Regions from separate parts of the Mus musculus genome. Here regions 2 and 3 are each linked to region 1. The links are chromatin contacts, called in public promoter capture Hi-C and targeted proximity ligation maps. All regions are on one chromosome and are shown on one strand. The core of a region is the stretch at or near the end of the contact, and the rest is flanking DNA. Distances in the headings are between cores, read along the strand shown.

Region 1 (3,681 bases), core at 581-3,080:
TGAGCAGGGTGACCTCTGCGCCAGACAGAAGTCCAGGCTTGTCTCTCAACTTCCTGGCCAGTCCTGCTGAGATAAGGGAACAGCCAAGTCTGAGGGGCAGACAATAGTGTTCCCTGCCCTGTGTCCCATTCATCCCACTTCTTGGGCAATATTCTTCTGCCAACATCTCCAAGGGGGAAATTAGATCTCAGCCCCAGACCCCGGAAGCTGTGAACCAGGACCTAGAGGGCCCATGTTCTCAAAGCAGTGGCTCCGCATGAAGTGGGTACGGACAGCAGACAGTGAGGGAACTGATGGTGCCTGTGCCCATTCTATGTGTAACTGCCTCCAAGTTCCAGCCTGGCCACCTCCAACAGGACCCTTGTTGAGTGCCTCAATACCCACAAGTGCTCCTGCCACCGGAATCACAGAGTCTTCTAAGGACAAATTTAGTATGTGGCTCTTTTATACTTCTATAGAGCACAGCTGGGAACAGACAGCTGACACATCCTCCTAGCAGATCTTCCAAGGACAAAGACCCTTCTCACCATGGATCTCACAGATCCAAGACCCAACATGAAGGCTGAGGTCCCTGGGAGCAAGCAAGCATGCCGATACATCCTCCTACCCAGGGTGTAAGTGTGAAGCCTGTTGCACCCTGCTCTCAATCTCAGGCCCAGACTCCCCATTTCTTGTCTGCCCTTCATTCCCAGACCCCAGAACTCCACTGAGCCCAGGAGTAGCTCCAAACCTGTTTTTCCAGCAGTTTTCCAATGACTCATCTTCCCCTGTTTGCCAACTCTTCTGTCACCGCCCTGTCACGGAGTCCCAAGTTCTGTTCCCAAGGCTCAGAACCACCCTCCTATCCCTCTGCCCACTCATTCTCCCTATGTCTGATGTATTCAGGGAAGAGGGGCTGGAGCTGTACGGGCCTTTCCAAGGAAGCAGGGACCCTGAATTTCAGGCCTTTCCTGTGGCCTTCCAGGTGCCATAAGCAAATCCAGGGGAGGCAGATATTACCTAGCAACACAGGGGAAGGCTTGGGACAGAGCTGGACCTTCTCCAGGGGCTCTTATCCAAGTGACTTCCAGATTCCAGGTCCTGCCAAGTCCAAAACCTGCCTCAAGAAGAACCACATGAAAGTTCTAAGGACACTTGTCCGCTGACCCCAACAAGTAGCCATAGCTTTGCTTCACTTGATCTGGGATCTTCATAGCCCTAACCTGGCCATACCCAGCACACACAGAGACTCACTTCTCTCTCCTGACCCCACAGTCACCTCCACAAGGACCATTTGTTTCCCCTGGGGTTGGGTCCTTGATCCAAGTCCCCACTGGGTCAACGATGCACTGAGCCCAGAGCAGAAGAAGGTGCTCTGCGCCTCCCAACCTGTAGGTATTGAGACTTCCAGCATAGGCTGTGACTGAAAGAGTTACCCAGTGGTGATTAGATGCCGAGAGTAACAGACAGAAACAGAAAGGCAAAGACAAGGTGACCCAGGTACAGGCACGCAATCCACAAGGAAACGGAGAGCCAGAGAGAGCGGCAGAGACAACAGCAGGAGGGATGGAGACTCAACAGCATCCAGTGTCTGGAGCAAGAACCAGAATGGTCTGCCAGGCTTCTGACCACAGCCAACCCTGCTCAGGAAGGCTGCGGGGCTGAGGGGACCAGGCACTCCAGTCCCTCCAGGTGGCAGAAGCCAAGCCTGTACTGAGGGCATGGGGCCAGGAAGGGTGGGGTGGACCTGATTTGCATGCTGCTTTCTGGCCTGCCCTCGATCCTCCCACAGCTCCTGTCTCATCTATAAGATCTGGGGAGAGAAAGGGTCCCCAGTGCTTCCAGATGATGTTTAGGATGAAGACAGCTCTGCTCGTCCTCCTTGTCTTGGCTGTGGCCACTAGCCCAGGTGAGCGGCTGCACTTGGGGGCTGGGAAGGGGTGGATAGCTTTGTCTAGATGCTAGACACTCATCCCTAGGCAGGCTGGGCTTGACAGAATGTCATCAAATGAGGGAAGATGGAATTTAGGCTCGGAGAACGCTAGGGGTGCTTGGCTCTTAACATTTAAAACAAAATGAGTTTGATATCTTAACTCACCGGATCTTAAAATCACACTATTTCAGAATCAGGCAATTTTTGCACTAACTCTTAGAAAAGGGGCATTTTGAGAGAGAGGAGAGCTGGAGATATCTTGAGAGGTTTCCCTTACTGCCTTTGCCACCTCTTATCTGTCCTGGGCAACACTAGGGTGGTCAAGTCCCTCTTTCTCCGGGCTCTTCAGAATTCAGACCTTTGGTGTGGAGGACACTTAGCAAAGACCAGGAATCTCCTGAGGTTCTTGAAAAGTCTCTCTTCTCCGTACTCCCTCTGCTTTCTCACCTCTGCCCAGGGGTGGCACTGACTAGAATGTCCTCTCTAGGGCTTTAAGGAATATCTAGACACCCTCTGAGCCAAACACAGGCACGAGCTTTGTGGCATCTGGGGCAGAGGTTAGGGTGACAAATTCCGAAGGCTCTGGTTGGGGCAAAGACCTTTACTTGACTGACTCAATAACCCTCATCCTTCAGCCTGGGCACTTCGATGTCACGTGTGCACCAACAGTGCCAACTGTAAGAACCCTCAGGTCTGCCCGTCCAACTTCTACTTCTGCAAAACCGTCACCTCAGGTGAGTGGCAGCCCAAGTCCCTCAGGGCCAAGAGATCAGCCCTAGGCTTGATCCTGGGAATGGGCCAGTCGTGGTGAAAGTGGTGGTCAAGAGTGGGTGATGCTCGGTGGGAGCCAGGGTACACTAAGTCAGGCCTGATGCCCTTTTCCTTTCTGTGTGCAGTGGAGCCTCTGAATGGGAACCTGGTGAGGAAAGAGTGTGCAAACTCATGCACCTCCGACTACAGCCAGCAGGGCCATGTCAGCAGTGGTTCCGAGGTCACACAATGCTGCCAGACTGACCTATGCAACGAGAGGCTGGTCAGCGCTGCACCTGGACATGCCCTGCTCAGCAGTGTCACCCTGGGCCTGGCAACGAGCCTCAGCCTGCTCACTGTTATGGCTCTCTGCCTGTAATGTACTGCTTGGAATTTCCCTTGCCCCTTCCCTTCTAGTCGTCAGTGTCCCCACGGCCCATGCTTTAGCCATGATGGAGGCACCAGGCGCTAAGGCTGGGGGATACCCTTCAAGGCTGGGGCTGGGTCTTGGTGGGCACCAAGAGCTGATGACATATATAGCACAGTGCCTCCCCCAGGACAGGAAGATGTGGCTTGTGTCCCAGCATGGAAGATGGGGGACAGACATGCTTCCACCCCTCTGATTTTGTACTTGTTCCAGTTATTTTTTTTCTACTTGGAAATAAATGATCTAACAATACTGTGGCTGTGTGGAGTCGTGAGTGGGATAGTAAGTTTTCTGGTACATGTTACCCTGGGCAAGCCTGGGCAGCATGCAGTAGCTCCTGGCACTGGACCTGAAAGGCACCTCCATCTTGGAAGGGGCAAACTCTCTCCAAGTCCCATGTGGGGAGGAAGGACAGTGTACCCAGGCCTCAACCCTGAGATTGTTTCCCCAAGGTTCCTCATAGAGTTTCAAGGGCACTGCACATAGCCAAGGTCCAAGGTGAGTCCAGCTACCAGGACCTCACTCACTCCTTAGGGACTCTTCCAGATGAATGTATGTTGGGGTGGGAGGTGTGACTCAGTACCAGCTGACG
Region 2 (3,681 bases), core at 635-3,134, 450 kb before region 1:
AGATTTGCCTAGAAACTGACACTTCGGAGGGGCTGGTATGTCCTAAGATCTCCTTTCTATCAACATTCCTAAGTCATTCCTTTAGCCTAAGCTCCAGATTCCTTCTTTATATGCAAAGACTCATTAGATGCTTCCAGCTCTCCTGGTCTGTCAGTGATCCAATGAGATCCTAGACATAAAGTACTGGCAAGAGCATCACATAACTGCACTGATGACAGATGAACACCATCCATGCAAATGGGCAGCCCTGCTTTAAAATCCACATTTCAGCACATCCCTGGACTCCAACGTTCCCCACATTGCAGGAGTCTCACTTCAATCACAGGAAAGCTGTACTTGGAGGGAGGGAAACCATGGTCCACAAGTAACAGACCCAACATTTGCTCCAAAGCCACACTCAGCCACCTTTTATAGGCCACAGGGCACATACCCACAATAACTTCTTCTTCCTGAGTAACACAGAATCCATCAGAGTAGGGGCAGGTCATTGTTTTGCAGGAAGTCTCAAGTGGGACCCCCAGGCAACAGTAGCACTCCAGCCCCTGAGCTGAGAAAGAAGACAATACATGAGTGCTAGGGCATGCCCTTCCTAGGCCAAACATGTCCTCTCAATGTCTTTAAGTCCACACAGCTGCTGGCCACTAGAACAGAGCAAGGACATTGCTGCCCATTCACCTCCACGAAAAGCAAAAGCAAAACAAGAGCATCCATTGTTCAAATGTGCTCTGTACTGCTGTCTCAACTAGCCAGCCCCACAGAAGAGACCTGCACCCCTAGAGGTATTTGAGACACATTCACCATATTGGGAAGACATAGATACCAAATGTCTGCTGAACCTGTGAGTGGGTGTGTAAGTAGTTACTGGGGCCCTCAGATGGAGAGGGCTCTTCTGACCTGTCCCACCCTTAACATGCAGAGCTGGCCCCTGGTTATTGGCCCATGACAGATCACATAACTTCCCACTGTCCAGCTCAAAGCTGAGGCTCACTATGAGGCTTCCCCAAATAAAGATGTGACTAGAAGTATAGAGGCATCTGAGAGCTCAGAGCTCTTAGAGTTGTGAAGTTCTGGCATTCAGGTCTCATTGGCTGGGGCAAAAGGAAAAGCCAAATGTCAGGCATTAAGGATTCCACACCACTTAACTTGGCAGCTGGGAGGAAAAGAAGGCTCTGCCAGTTTGTGTGCACACAGGCCAGTGTCCTGACTGGGAGGCCAGGGCAGCAGGGTAGAGTCTAAGGACAGACTGCTCTGGTGGCCAGGGTTCCTGGCACAGGTAGTGAGGTCCAAGAGTCCTTCTGGCATGTTTTGATTGTTGCAAAGCAGGGTCTGGTTTACAGACCCAGTAAAGCACCCCAGCACAGGAGGCTTCACCCACCACAAGCAAATCCCCAGTCGACTGGCCACAGCATACCCAGGGTCCTGGGCACACAATAGGAGTACCTACAACCCTGAGGCCCTTTTCCATCTCCATTGTACCCTCCTGCTCCTCTCCCATTTTCCATCTCACCTCCTTCTGCACACAATAGGGCCACAAGAAGGATGAACACACAGGTCCTTGTAGCATGAGAACTGTCCATCCTTGGAGAAAGGGTACACAGATAAAACCTTGGAAGTTGGAGCCAGTTAATAAATCACCAATCACATCCCTGGGCTCTCACAGAGCTCAGGCATCCAATCTTCCCTCCCTCCAACCCCCACACAGCTTTCACCAAGGAATACATGTCTGTCTACTTCTCTCACCCACCACCCACCCAGCGTTTCCTTCATAATCCCACACTCCCACCACAGCCCTATCCTGAGGGCTCTTCCCTTTGTCACCTAGCAGCTCCCTCCTGACACCAGTCCTTACTTCCTCCCGGACCAGGTTGCAGGCACAGTGGAAAGGTCAATCAGATGTGGACTGAAGTACTTTACTCTTTCCCCAGCTCCTCCCAGCTGGATTCCTGAAAAGGGAGGGGCTTCAGTACTTACTTCCTTCTGACCATCATGTTTATTTTGTAAGAGATAGCATGGTTTGTTGGTGACCTAGTCAGCTAGATTTATATCAGTTGGTGAGGGACAACCACTCAGTTGGGGCGGGACCATTATTCAGGAGGACTAGGATGTCAGAAGAGCAGGGGCCACAGGTGACTTGTGCTTGCCATTCAGAAAGCAAGGTAAGGGGGCAAATGTTTGTGAACCTACAACCTCTCATGCCTTTCTCACAGCGGCTGGCTCCTTTCTATTCACTTCTATAAGATTCGGGATGCACTTTAGACTTTCCTCTTAGGTCAGATGTTAGGCACGTCTGATTAGGTTCTCTCCTATCTTTTACAAGCCCTAGGCAGAGGGGAGAGGAAGCCAGAGAAACGGGCAGTTTACATTGTTGGAACTAAAGTCCACAGATTCTTTCTCATTATTTTTTCCTTTTAGTCTTGAAGGCTGGGTTTGAGAGATGAGAGATGGCTTGCAGATACTTTGGTACCTGTTGGAGTGGCTAGATCACGGCACAAAGCCCCTCTCTGATGGATATTAGAGCAGGGTGGGGGGAAGAGATTTAACTATAATTTGACTTCTAAGTTACAACAATAGTGGGCCGATGATGTCCAGATAGCTTCCTTACCAAGAATAAAAAGACTAGTGAGAAATAGTTGTCTAAATAATATCACAGATGGATTCAAATCTAATGTATAGGGAGTGTGATCTCCTGAATTGTTTAAAAAGAATATACCTTACTTTTAAAAAGAATTATGTTTTCACCATATGTAATAGCATTCATATTCTCATGTGCTTTTAAATTTTTAAAATATTTTTAAATTAAGCTGTTACATCATTTCCCCCTTCCTTTCCTCCCATATAACCCACTTGGACTCCCAAATTTTATTTTATTGTTGTTATCCCCAAACAAAAACACTTGAACACATATGTTCCTGACTATATAAATACAAGGTGCTCAGGCTGTATAATGTTAGTTGTAGGAATCTGATTTCAGAGCTGAGTACTTGGCCTTAGTTTGGGAGCTCTTCCCCATGGAAGACTGTTTAACTCTCACAATTACTTTTTGGTACCTGCAGTTCTTTGTCTAAGGCTGGGACCTACAAGGTTTACCCTTCTGTGATAGCGGGTCTGTCTGTTTTTGTTATCTGGAGCCAAGTCTTGTTTAGGCAGCCATGCTGTCAAGATTTCATAGGTATGAGAACACTTCCTACTTGTCAGGGTCAAAGGGACTGCCACTCTCCCAAATTCTGGCACCCATTTCCTTCTTTCCCAAACCAGTCATTCATCATTGCTATCAGAAGGGACAAGTGGCACTCTGTGGTACCTACTGGCATACCAAGACAGGCCCTGGCCTTCAGGCTCCCTCAGTACCTGTGGCTCCTCTCAGCTGTTCTCACCTGACCCCTGTCCTAAACATCCCTTGCTTCTCATTCCTATATAACCCTGCCATTTGAACCATGAACCTTCTTGTCCCCCCCCCTTCCTTTTGCTCTCTCCTTTTGTCTTCCTCTCTTTTTCATCCTCCATCACTCCCCCCCCCACCCACCCATGGCATGTTTGGTCTACTCTTTTCCGAACTCCTCCAGATGCCTCTAGCTGTACTCTCCTTCACATCTTCAGTAAAGCCTTCCCCTCAACCATACCTTAGAGCAGTCAGGCCCTCACATTACACACTGTTTCCTGGGCTCTTAGAGTTTTCCCACT
Region 3 (3,681 bases), core at 726-3,225, 300 kb before region 1:
CAGGGATTATGGCCATGCGTCCTCCTGTTTGAACAGTAAGTGCTCTTCCTCAGGAGCCACTTCCCCAGCCCAGGCTGGGCTCACACTCATGTTCTTCCTGCTCGCCTGTCCCCAGCGCTGGGACTGCAGGTCAGCACAACCACAGCCGCTTAAGGCTTTTTTCCTAAGTCCGGGGTCTCTGTTATTGCTTGGATTCTGATGTAAGACACCATCACCAAGTCTAGGTCCATGGAGTTCTCCTGTTTTGTAACAACTGTAGTTTTGTAACTGAATGCAGTGGTTTTGCCCCAAAGAAACTGCTCATATATGCCTGGAAAAAGAGGAAATGAGAGTCCTGGAGCTCATCTTTCTAAACAAAGCTGGAGGGTAAGGGAGAGACTTAGACTTTGGAGGCTGAGCTCTATGTCAGGGCAGAAGGGGCCCAGCCTAAATCCCAAATTCAACTGCAGAGAGGAGCGCCCCTAGAGGCCGAATGTATCATGACAACCAGCGAGTTTAAGGTCTGGATGAGTGAAGACAGGAGCTTTGGGCTGGTTCTAAGTGGCTTTCTTTGAAGGGCATTATCTGAAACAAAGAAGCACAAAAACTGAAAATTAAACAACTTTCCTCCTTAAAAGCGGAAGAATTTGTCATTGAGTGACTGCTTAGCTCTTGAGATGAAGCTATGGATCTATTTGATGATTTTAATTATTTTATTTTACTAATTTTTTGGTGTGTTGTGTGAGGTAAGGATCACTCCATTCACAGTACTCAGCTATTCCAGAGTCAGCTGTGGAAACACTATTATTGTCGACACGGACAGACATGGCCCTACTGTTAATAATCACCCAGCATGTACATGGGTTTGTGTGGGCTTCTCGACTCTACTCATACCTGTCTGTATTACACTGGTTTTTGTTTTTGTTTTTGTTTTTGTTTTGTTTTGTTTTGTTTAGTTTGAGACAGAATTTCAAGTAACCCATGAACATTCTAAGACTTTGAGGATGCTCTTGAACTTCTGATCCTATCTCCCCTGGCTTTGGAGTCCTGGGATTATAGAATTGCACCAGAAAATTCTGTGACTCTTCCAATTTCATGTGAATTTCAGTAGGAACCACTCCTTGCCTTTTTCATCCCCTCCCTCTCCTCCCTTCCTTCCTTCCTTCCTTCCTTCCTTCCTTCCTTCCTTCCTTCCTTCCTTCCTTCCTGCCTTCCTGCCTTCCTGCCTTCCTGCCTTCCTGCCTTCCTGCCTTCCTGCCTTCCTGCCTGCCTGCCTGCCTCCCTCCCTCCCTCCCTCCCTCCCTCCCTCCCTCCCTCTCCTCCCTCTCCTCCCTCTCTCCTTCCCTTCCTTCTCTCCTGTCTCTCCACCCTCCACCTGACAATCTGAGTTTGAGCCTGGAATCCACACAGTAGAAGAAGAACTCCTTTAAGTTGCCTTGTGACCTGTACACATGCACTTGTTACACGCACATGTGCACATAAACATACACGATTAATAAATAGTAATTATTAATTAATTAAAATATTTCCTATTTTTAAGCCTCAAACACACTTCCATTTTTAGGCCTTCCTTCATTTATTTCACTTCATTGCTTTTAATATCCTAAGCTTGTGCCACTTTGTTTAAACATATGCCTAGGTGTTTGCTTCTTCTCTAGGTTATTGTAAAAAGAAGTGTTCTCTTCACTTCTTCTTGCTCTTCCTTGGTAGTCTATAAAAAACAAAAAATCCCTGGCTTTGTGTGTTGACCTCATATCCTGTATTTTGGCTGACTTTCTCCCTTAGCTCTTCCTATTATTACAGGACCTTACTGATGGAACATTCTGCTTTTCCAGGTAAATCCTTTAATAGAGGGTGTGGAGAGCAGGGCATGGAGAACACACCTATGATCCCAGTACTAAAGGACTTCAAGTTCAAGGCCAGACTGGCTTACAGAGGGTTGGAGGTAAGAGCCTGAGAGCCTTGTGGACAGAGGTAGTTCCTCTGCTTGGCCAGCAGGTGGCATCTTCTCCTCCAGTCTTCAGGTGGTTAGCTCTGCACATCTCCATGCCCTGATCTCCTCTATTCATAGATCAATTGAGTTGGGAATGATCTTCTTTAAATGCCTCATTTTATCTTAGTTAATAGCCCTGTGACAATCCAGGCTAGGTGCTAGGGCTCAGGGTTTCAACACATGTGGCTGCAAATTTTGAAGGTTGAAAAGCTGCTTTAAACTTTCTTCAGTTGTGTATTGTTGTTTGTACTGGTTTTTATATGCTTGGCCCAGGGAGTTGTACCGTTAGGAGGTATGGCCTTGTTACAGTAGATGTGTCACTGTGTACGTGGGGTTTAAGACCCTCTTATTAGCTCCCTGGAAGGCAGTCTTCTTCTAGGTGCCTTCAGAATAAGAGGTGGAACTCTAAACTTCTCTAACATCACATCTGTCTGGATGATGTCATGTTCCCACCTTGATGATACTGGACTGAACCCCTGTAATTAGTCAGGGTTCTCTAGCATCACAGAACTTATGGGTGGTCTCTATATAGTAAGGAAAGTTGTTAATGACTTACAGTTTGTAGTCTAACTCCCCAACAATGGTCAGTAGAACCTGTGAAAGAAAGTCCAAAGATCTAGCAATTATTCAGTGCCACAAGGCAAACAGACAAACGAGAAAATCTTCCTTCTTCCAATGTCCTTATGTTAGACTCCAGCAGAAGGTGTGGCCCAGATTAAAGGTATGTGCCACAATGCCTAGATCTGGGCCTTGCTTTGTCCCAGATGACCTTGAACTCAGAGACCTCCTTGCTTTAGTCTCCTGGGATTCATAGCCACTATGCCTCAAGATCTCCATGCCAAGATTCAGGTCAGAAACTTGCATGTCCCAGCGTCAAGATCAGGGTCATAGAAGAGCCTTCCAATTCAGGATGGTAGTGCATTCCAGATATCGTCAAGTTGACAACCAGGAATAGCCACTACAATCCATCCCTTCTCAACTTGACATAAAGAATGTCTCATGTCCACTTGAAACAATAAGAAGGTCATGAATATGCCTAACATGATACAACTATCCCCTCTATAATCCCAAATGCATTTTTAAATTTAAATGGGCCAATGTCCCTTAGGAACATTTTTTTGTATCTCAACTTAAATACCAATTGACTTCACAGAAATTGGAGAAAGACAAATGTGTTCTTAACAAAATAAAAGAGAAACATTCATATTACTTTATAATCCTCATTTTTGCCAATTGTTACATGGACTTAGCTGTTATTTATAACTACCTTCCTCTACAACCCATTCTGTATTTCCTCCACCCTCAGCAAGCATCTCAGCAGGCTTAGGCTCTTTTCCTGGAGGATTGACACATGCCTTCATTCCTGATGGGTCTGCATCCTTTGTCATCCTGCTTGGATTGGGCTGTTGTAGTTTTCCATTGACTTTAATCACAGGATATGATGGAACTAAGAGAAGCCCTAAGGGATCTCGTGCACTCCAGACATAATCCTGCTTACATCCATTGCTAGAGAGACAATCCAATTTCCCCATGGTAATCTGGATCTACTACTCCTCCTAACACTGTTATTCCTTTCTTAGCCTGTTGGTTTAATGGCATTAGAAGCCCAAAATGACCAGGGCGTCCATTTCAATGGCATGTTTATTGTGGTTTCTGGTAGGAGCACTCCCCTCTCTGGAAACAAAAATCTAGGCCAGCAGAACCTAGAA

Evidence for each region. Capture Hi-C pulls out chosen DNA fragments and counts their contacts.
Region 2: a contact with region 1 is called in a promoter capture Hi-C map of liver, with 4 times the contacts expected there. A contact is called at or near these places in 10 of 39 promoter capture datasets (the 3T3-L1 cell line, 3T3-L1-derived adipocytes, HPC-7-derived erythroid cells and 5 more) and 2 of 9 other capture datasets (liver and macrophages).
Region 3: a targeted proximity ligation map of regulatory T cells shows a contact between it and region 1, with 7 times the contacts expected there. A contact is called at or near these places in 11 of 39 promoter capture datasets (the 3T3-L1 cell line, 3T3-L1-derived adipocytes, the C10 cell line and 6 more), 5 of 484 Hi-C or Micro-C datasets (cerebral cortex, embryonic stem cells, nephron progenitors and 2 more), 14 of 130 datasets of targeted methods (Th17 cells, cardiomyocytes, embryonic stem cells and 6 more) and 3 of 9 other capture datasets (adipose tissue, liver and macrophages).

Annotation. Positions count from the first base shown.
Region 1 is chr15:74,761,716-74,765,396 of GRCm38.p6, reverse strand. Ly6d (lymphocyte antigen 6 complex, locus D) reads left to right here and starts at 1,830. Exons shown (of 3, transcript NM_010742.1): 1 at 1,830-1,888; 2 at 2,548-2,646; 3 at 2,809-3,341. The coding sequence starts at 1,837. The coding sequence ends at 3,041.
Region 2 is chr15:75,214,581-75,218,261 of GRCm38.p6, reverse strand. It overlaps Ly6g2 (lymphocyte antigen 6 complex, locus G2), which reads right to left and starts at 1,884. Exons shown (of 5, transcript NM_001371105.1): 1 at 1,850-1,884; 2 at 1,508-1,578; 3 at 431-547. The coding sequence starts at 1,577.
Region 3 is chr15:75,059,010-75,062,690 of GRCm38.p6, reverse strand. It overlaps the pseudogene Gm5960. Among named protein-coding and RNA genes, the nearest start is that of Ly6c1, 12 kb to the right of the region's middle.